2 separate regions of the Mus musculus genome follow, and region 2 is linked to region 1. The links are chromatin contacts, called in public HiChIP or PLAC-seq maps. All regions are on one chromosome and are shown on one strand. The core of a region is the stretch at or near the end of the contact, and the rest is flanking DNA. Distances in the headings are between cores, read along the strand shown. Region 1 holds the start of Sirpa (signal-regulatory protein alpha). Region 2 has its middle 7.9 kb from the start of Gm14041.

Region 1 (3,148 bases), core at 410-2,909:
ACACCCAGCTAATTTTGGAGGAGGGTTTTCACAAGGCTTTAGTGGACACCATGGTCCTATCAGACACAATTTAAAGAGCTGGAGACACTGCAGCTCAGCTCAGATGCTAGAACCAAGTTTTCTTTCTTGCCCAGGCCCCCGAACTCCGTATTCTCTTCCCTTCAGCCACCTCTTATTCCAACTATAGTGACCCTTTGAGTGTAACAATCAAGCATGGTAGGCCCTACTTGAATCTTGCCTACAGGGGTTCCTATTTGCAGAACCAATTCTCTTGGGCTTCTGGACCACCCTCCCGACGTGCTAGCCACATACTGTTGCCCTTACCTAACCAAGCTGACACACATGTGCACTTGTAACCTACACTCCCTACAAGACCTCCTCTGTTCATTCTTGTCTTCCCCTGCACCTTCTCCCAGTCTGCAAGTGAGTTCTTGTAATCCCCTAGGTCCAAAGAAATACAACTAATCTTCCTGCTAGGGCTGCCCCATGGTCCCTTAAGGATTGCTGCTGCCAAACACTTCTCAAACACTGTCCTTGCCCTTGGTACATGGTAGGCTCTTCTTAAAATGCAGTGCAAATATCAGCTCATGTAACTCTCCCAGTGGCAGTTCTGGGTCGCTGCTTATGTTGGCCTGGTCTGCTTTAAAAAGAGCAGAGACACAGAAACAAGGTCTTTCTCCAAGACTGCAGCTTCTTAGACCAGGAGGAACGATCTAAGGCTTGGAAGCTGGGTCCTGGGTTCAACAGATGCACCCTTCCTGCCTCTCAAAAACAAACAAACAAACAAACAATAAAAGAAGAAAAGAAAGAAAAAAAACTAAAAAATCTCCCAGGCTTTTGGTCATGGGTGCAGAGGACTCTGTGGTGTGTGTGTGCGTGCGCGCGCACCATTGCATAAGGGGCTTTCTACATCATTAGGCAATCATCCTCCACTCCTCTGCCCCTAAACATCCTCTTTATTGAGAGGATGGGCCAGTAGGGCCTGTCTTGCTTCATTATGTCCCTCAACCACCATTGTGAGAAGCAAAATTTGCTATCTCTGAACTTCCAACTCAGAAACTCTCCAGTTAATAAGAGAGGGTCTTGATTCCTCTTCCCTGCCTTGGTGCCCAGCCTTCTGCCGATTAACCAAGCACCTGACCTAGCTCATGGAAATCCAGAGCTAGGGTACATTTTGCATCCAGAGGCTCTGTCCTTTGGGATAGGCTCTCCTGTCCCTCCTCTTCCTCATTAGGGTAACTATTTTGCAGCCCAGGTCTCTCCTAGTACAGTGCTGCCTGGGCCCTCTCCACCTCCAATCTATTCTCCCTGATAGAAGGCCTCTGGTCTGTCTCCTCCCTAGGGCCCAGCCCTGCCCCTCTCCTTTCCCTGCCACAGCATTTTTGCTGCTCCTCTCCCCCAGCGCGTCTTTACCAAGAGGCACTGAAGTCCTTCCTACACACACGCTATTTTTGTACCATCACTCTCTCCTTCCTCTCCCCCTTCCCCCTGCATTTACTTCCTGCTTTTGCTATACCTCGGGGCCAGCTAGGAAAGATTTGGGCCCCTAGGACTCACGCCCACCCGGAGGCCGACCTTCGGCTTTGGGACACACAAGCAGGGCCTCTCGGGGAGGGGCAGAAAGCAAACCTCCCCGCCCCCTCCACTCTCCACCCTTGCAAGCTCCCCTGCCGCGGGCAGCCTCTTGCCCACTGGAGTCTAAGGACTGGCCGGGTGAGAGGCCGAGACCAGGGGGCGATCGGCCGCCACTTCCCCAGTCCACCTTAAGAGGACCAAGTAGCCAGCCCGCCGCGCCGACCTCAGAAAAACAAGTTTGCGCAAAGTGGTGCGCGGCCAGCCTCTGGGCAGAGGGAGCGGTGCTTCCACCGCCTGGCAGCCCTGCGCGCGGCGGCGCAGGTCCGAGCGGCTGGCGGGGACCCGCACGGGCAGAGCGGGCTCGCGCAGAGCCGAGGCGGGCGGCGCAGCTCGCGGGGCGCACTGGGGCGCGGGCGGGAAGGTGCGGGCGCGAGGAGGGGGCGCTCGGCCGGGCCGCCCTCGCGCTGGCCTCGCGACGGCTCCGCACAGCCCGCACTCGCTCTGCGAGCTGTCCCCGCTCGCGCTTGCTCTCCGATCTCCGTCCCCGCTCCCTCTCCCTCTTCCTCTCCCCCTCTTTCCTTCTCCCTCGCTATCCGCTCCCCCGCCCCCGTGCCTCTGGCTCTGCGCCTGGCTCCCTCGGGTCCGCTCCCCTTTCCCGCCGGCCTGGCCCGGCGTCACGCTCCCGGAGTCTCCCCGCTCGGCGGCGTCTCATTGTGGGAGGGGGTCAGATCACCCCGCCGGGCGGTGGCGCTGGGGGGCAGCGGAGGGGGAGGGGCCTTAGTCGTTCGCCCGCGCCGCCCGCCCGCCTGCCGAGCGCGCTCACCGCCGCTCTCCCTCCTTGCTCTGCAGCCGCGGCCCATGGAGCCCGCCGGCCCGGCCCCTGGCCGCCTAGGGCCGCTGCTGCTCTGCCTGCTGCTCTCCGCGTCCTGTTTCTGTACAGGTAAGCACCCTCAGCTCCTACTGCCACCCTCCCCAAGCTGCGGGCTCAGGCCCCGCACACTGTCGCTAAGCTAATGTCGACAAATCCCTGTAACGGGGGTTACAGATGCAGAGTTGAGGCCCAGAGAGGGTCAGCCACTTGCCCAAGGTCACATAGCCTAGGCTAGAAGCCGGGATAGAACTCTTCTTATCCGGATCTGCCTTGTGGACTGTGACTGGGTAGCCCAGCGTTGGGCTGCGGGGTATAGGAATGAGTTGGTTTACCGTACCCTTTGCCAAACCTGAATGGGGAAGCAGACTGGCAATTGCTTTGGGCAATCGGGCTCCTGGTTTCCCCATATGCTCCCTTGCTAGACTTGATTGGAGAGAGGGTCGGGGCAGAGGTTGGGCGCGCTGTTGAGCTGTTGGGATGGGGGAAGAGTGAGCTTTCGCCCTAGTACCAGAGCAAGCAGGGTTAGTGTATGGAGGTAGAGACAGGAAGAGAGGCCGGAGTAATCCACGGACCCTTGGGAGACACAGTGGATTTACCTGTGGTGGGCACAGCCCTCTCTGGATGGTCTCCTCCCCGCCACCCCCCTGCCTTCCTTAGGCAGGCTTCCAGTAGCTCCCTGCAGTTCCAGCATGTACCTGTGGC
Region 2 (3,148 bases), core at 196-2,695, 34 kb before region 1:
CAGAGGCAGAGCCAAATGTTAGCATCATGAGAGTGTCACTCCTGCATGGAATATTGAGAAAGCAAGCATTGAAACAAGAATTCCATCTAGTGCTCTCATCTGTCTGCCTGTCGTCTGTCTGTCTATCGTCTGAGTGCACATGGGCATGTTTTCTTTCGTCCTTCTTCCTTCTGTGGCAGCAGCTAGAAGATATCCATCAGAGGGCCAATTCCCTGACTGTGGTCTTCATAGCCCACAGAGCAGTGGTTCTCAACCTTCCCAATGCTGTGACCCTTTTCGTACAGTTCTTTGTGTTCTGGTGACCCACAACCATAAATGATTTTTTGTTGCTATTTCATAGCTGTAGTTTTTCTTCTGTGATGAATCACAATGTAAATATCTGATATACAGGATATCTGACATGAGACCCTCCAAAGGGGTCTCTACCCACAGGATGAGAACCCCTGCTCTAGACCCATAAGCCAAGTCAACTTTCGTCTGGCAATGCTGAAGATGATACTTTCATACACACTGTGCTAAGGTCCCATCTACATCCCTGAGTTTCTTCAGACTAGCCTTCAGGGTGGAGCCTCAAACTCATCATCCTCCTGCCTCTACTCCTGATTGCCAAGATTATGGCTGCCACCACAAAGGCTCCAAACAAACGTCCCTATTTATGAATCAGCCAATCTGCAGGATTCTGCACAGCAGCACATAATGGACTAAGCTCAAGGCTGGAGCATCTCACATAATAAGTCTCTGCGTTTGGGTCCACAATGTGCCCTCTCTCCTGTGGCAACAAAATGTGAGGGTTTTGGCTCCTTCTAAATTTTTTCACTTGTAATCCAGACCACACCACGTCCCTGGGGGCTGAGCAAGCTGCTCGGTTTCCCAGGAAACCACTCTGAGTCTTGAAGACTTATTAAGCACTCCACAAACTTGAGGGAGTGTTTTCATACTGATGCTGCTAGAACTAGATTCCCCAGGGAGGTAGTGAGCTCTCCGTCCCTGCAGGTGTACAAGCCAAAGCCAAGCAAAGAATTTGGAGAGAATGCTGCAAACAAGATTCCAACATCAGAAAAGATGAGCTAACCACCCTCCCCCACCCTCCCCAAACAAACAAATAGCGGTAGTTTAGAGCCAAGTGGGCTGTTCTCAGATTCCCTGATCTGCTGAGCCGCCTTGGGTAAGTTACTCAATTGCTCGTTACTCAAATTTAAGCTATTAATAGTGCTTTGCTCACTGCGTTACTGAAGGATTACATCATAAATTAATATGTGTGAAACATTTTAGCAAAATGCCCGGCACGTGGTAAATCTATACCTGCTGGTTACTGCTGTCAGACTCTTCATTTTAATGTTGGAGTTAAAATGTTGTGTTGAAAATTTCACTCGATGCTGTGTGAGAAGTAGACAAAGACCAGCTGCCCTGCCTAGTGGTGCAGGGATAGAATTACTTGGAGCCCTATGGACTCTGTCCCCTTCCTATATCAAGGGTCAGTGTGAGGACAGTGCATTTCAGATACTGTCTTGAGGTGTCACACGTGCCTAGTTATCCAAACCCAGTCTTCTCAGATCTTCAGTTGAACAGGTGGGGAAACTGAGGCATCGAAAGGAATGGGAGCTTGCTGATCACCAGAAGTGAGGAGGCAAGCTCTTTTTAGGGGACAGAAGAGCCTCCTAGTCACCCTTCCAGAAAATACCTCCCTCCCTCCCTCCCATTGCTCCTCCTAGGACTCTGTGGGCATTAGCCCAGAGGGACCCCCTCCCCAAGGCTTGGCCTATCACCACAGGAAGTAGGCTGTGAAAGAAAAAAAGTCTCAGAAGGAAGTGTCAGGAGAGAATGAATATAGGGAGAAGGAGCCAGGAACCAGACATAGGAAGGAGGTGTCTGAGCAGAGAGACCTCAGCCCATGAGGGAGAGGCCTCCAGCTTTATCAGGGCCTCCCCTCCTCCCAGTCCTCTACAGTAGGGTTCAAACCAGAGGCGGAGGCTATACCTGAGGCATTTCAGACCACTGGTGGGGCCAGACTCTTCCCCTATCAAGGGAGTACCTAGCTGCCAATGGGGCTTGTCTGAAGCCACCAACAGGTCAGGCAGAGCTGGGCCATGCCTTAGGACACTAGGCCTTGTTTCTAGCCACAGGAAAAAAACTCACATTGGGGACCACAATCACAATAACAATTGTGATCTTTCTCTATAACCTCATCACCGTGGTGGTTGAAGTCACAAAGAGATAACAATAGTGATTGCATCGACTTTTCTTTGATGTTCAAAACAGGTCAGACATGATTCAACTTTCTTTCTGGAACCTTTTCTTTTTCATTTTTTTTTTCTTATTTTCATCCTGGTAAACACCTCCATTGGGGAACAACAATTCTCCATTTTACAGTGAAGCAAGTAGAGACACAGAGAGGATACAGGAGCTGAGACACCACAGCTGGCACTTGGCAGAGTGGGACTGTAGCCTACACAGCTCATGTCTTGATCATATGTTATTAGAGGTAGGTGGGTTTTCTTTACAGAAGTGTAAATTATCAGCATTCATAGACAAAGAAGATTTGCACGTCCAGGGAGTTACCATGTGTGCACAGCTGCCTTCCCATAGCTAAAAGCTCCTGTTTTAGTGGTTTCAGAGAAACAGCATTCATTTTCCCTCTGACTAGGCGTGGTACATGGCATGGATCTAGCCAGTAAGATTTATGTATAGTCGGGTGTTACTGTGAGTTACAAAGCTCCTTCAGCAACATTTATTTCCCCTCTATTTCCTGCACAGAAAAGGGGTGCATTTCCTGAGACCCATCCCCCAAGCCATTTTATAACTGCAAAGCACCAAGAATGAAGATAGCAAGTTACCTGTTAGACATAGAACAGATGGCAAACAGAGCCTCGGTCCCCAGTGACGTCAGTGTCACACTGGCCACAGGTGTCCTACCTTAGACTTCCTTGCTTTACAGAGCAAACAGATTATAGCCCTACAGTATTAAAATACTCATAAGTAGAAAGAATTATTACTTATATAGTGATATAAGTATATTACTTATAGCTGTGTGGTATTTATTCCTAAATTTCCCAAGAGCAGGACCTTAATAGGACACAAGACCTTCTTAAGCCCAAAGCCAATCTCTCCACACAATCATACTCCCACATATATGTGCAATCTTCTCCTT

What was found. HiChIP or PLAC-seq counts read pairs in DNA pulled down with a chosen protein or histone mark.
Region 2: an H3K4me3 HiChIP or PLAC-seq map of bone marrow-derived macrophages shows a contact between it and region 1, with 4 times the contacts expected there. The contact joins the enhancer-like site here to the promoter of Sirpa in region 1. A contact is called at or near these places in 1 of 39 promoter capture datasets (hippocampal neurons), 15 of 484 Hi-C or Micro-C datasets (adipose-derived mesenchymal stem cells, bone marrow-derived macrophages, cerebral cortex and 10 more), 6 of 115 datasets of contacts at active chromatin or transcription factors (the HPC-7 cell line, bone marrow-derived macrophages, embryonic stem cells and 2 more) and 2 of 9 other capture datasets (adipose tissue and pancreatic islet).

Annotation. Positions count from the first base shown.
Region 1 is chr2:129,591,180-129,594,327 of GRCm38.p6, forward strand. Sirpa (signal-regulatory protein alpha) reads left to right here and starts at 1,660. Exons shown (of 9, transcript NM_001355158.1): 1 at 1,660-1,896; 2 at 2,425-2,515. The coding sequence starts at 2,434.
Region 2 is chr2:129,557,551-129,560,698 of GRCm38.p6, forward strand. No RefSeq gene overlaps it. Among named protein-coding and RNA genes, the nearest start is that of Gm14041, 7.9 kb to the right of the region's middle. Within about 2 kb of position 1,446, at least 33 of the 459 cell types and tissues checked have an H3K27ac peak or open chromatin away from gene starts, as enhancers often do. A contact at or near this core is called in adipose tissue, adipose-derived mesenchymal stem cells, bone marrow-derived macrophages and 3 more, where this site is marked.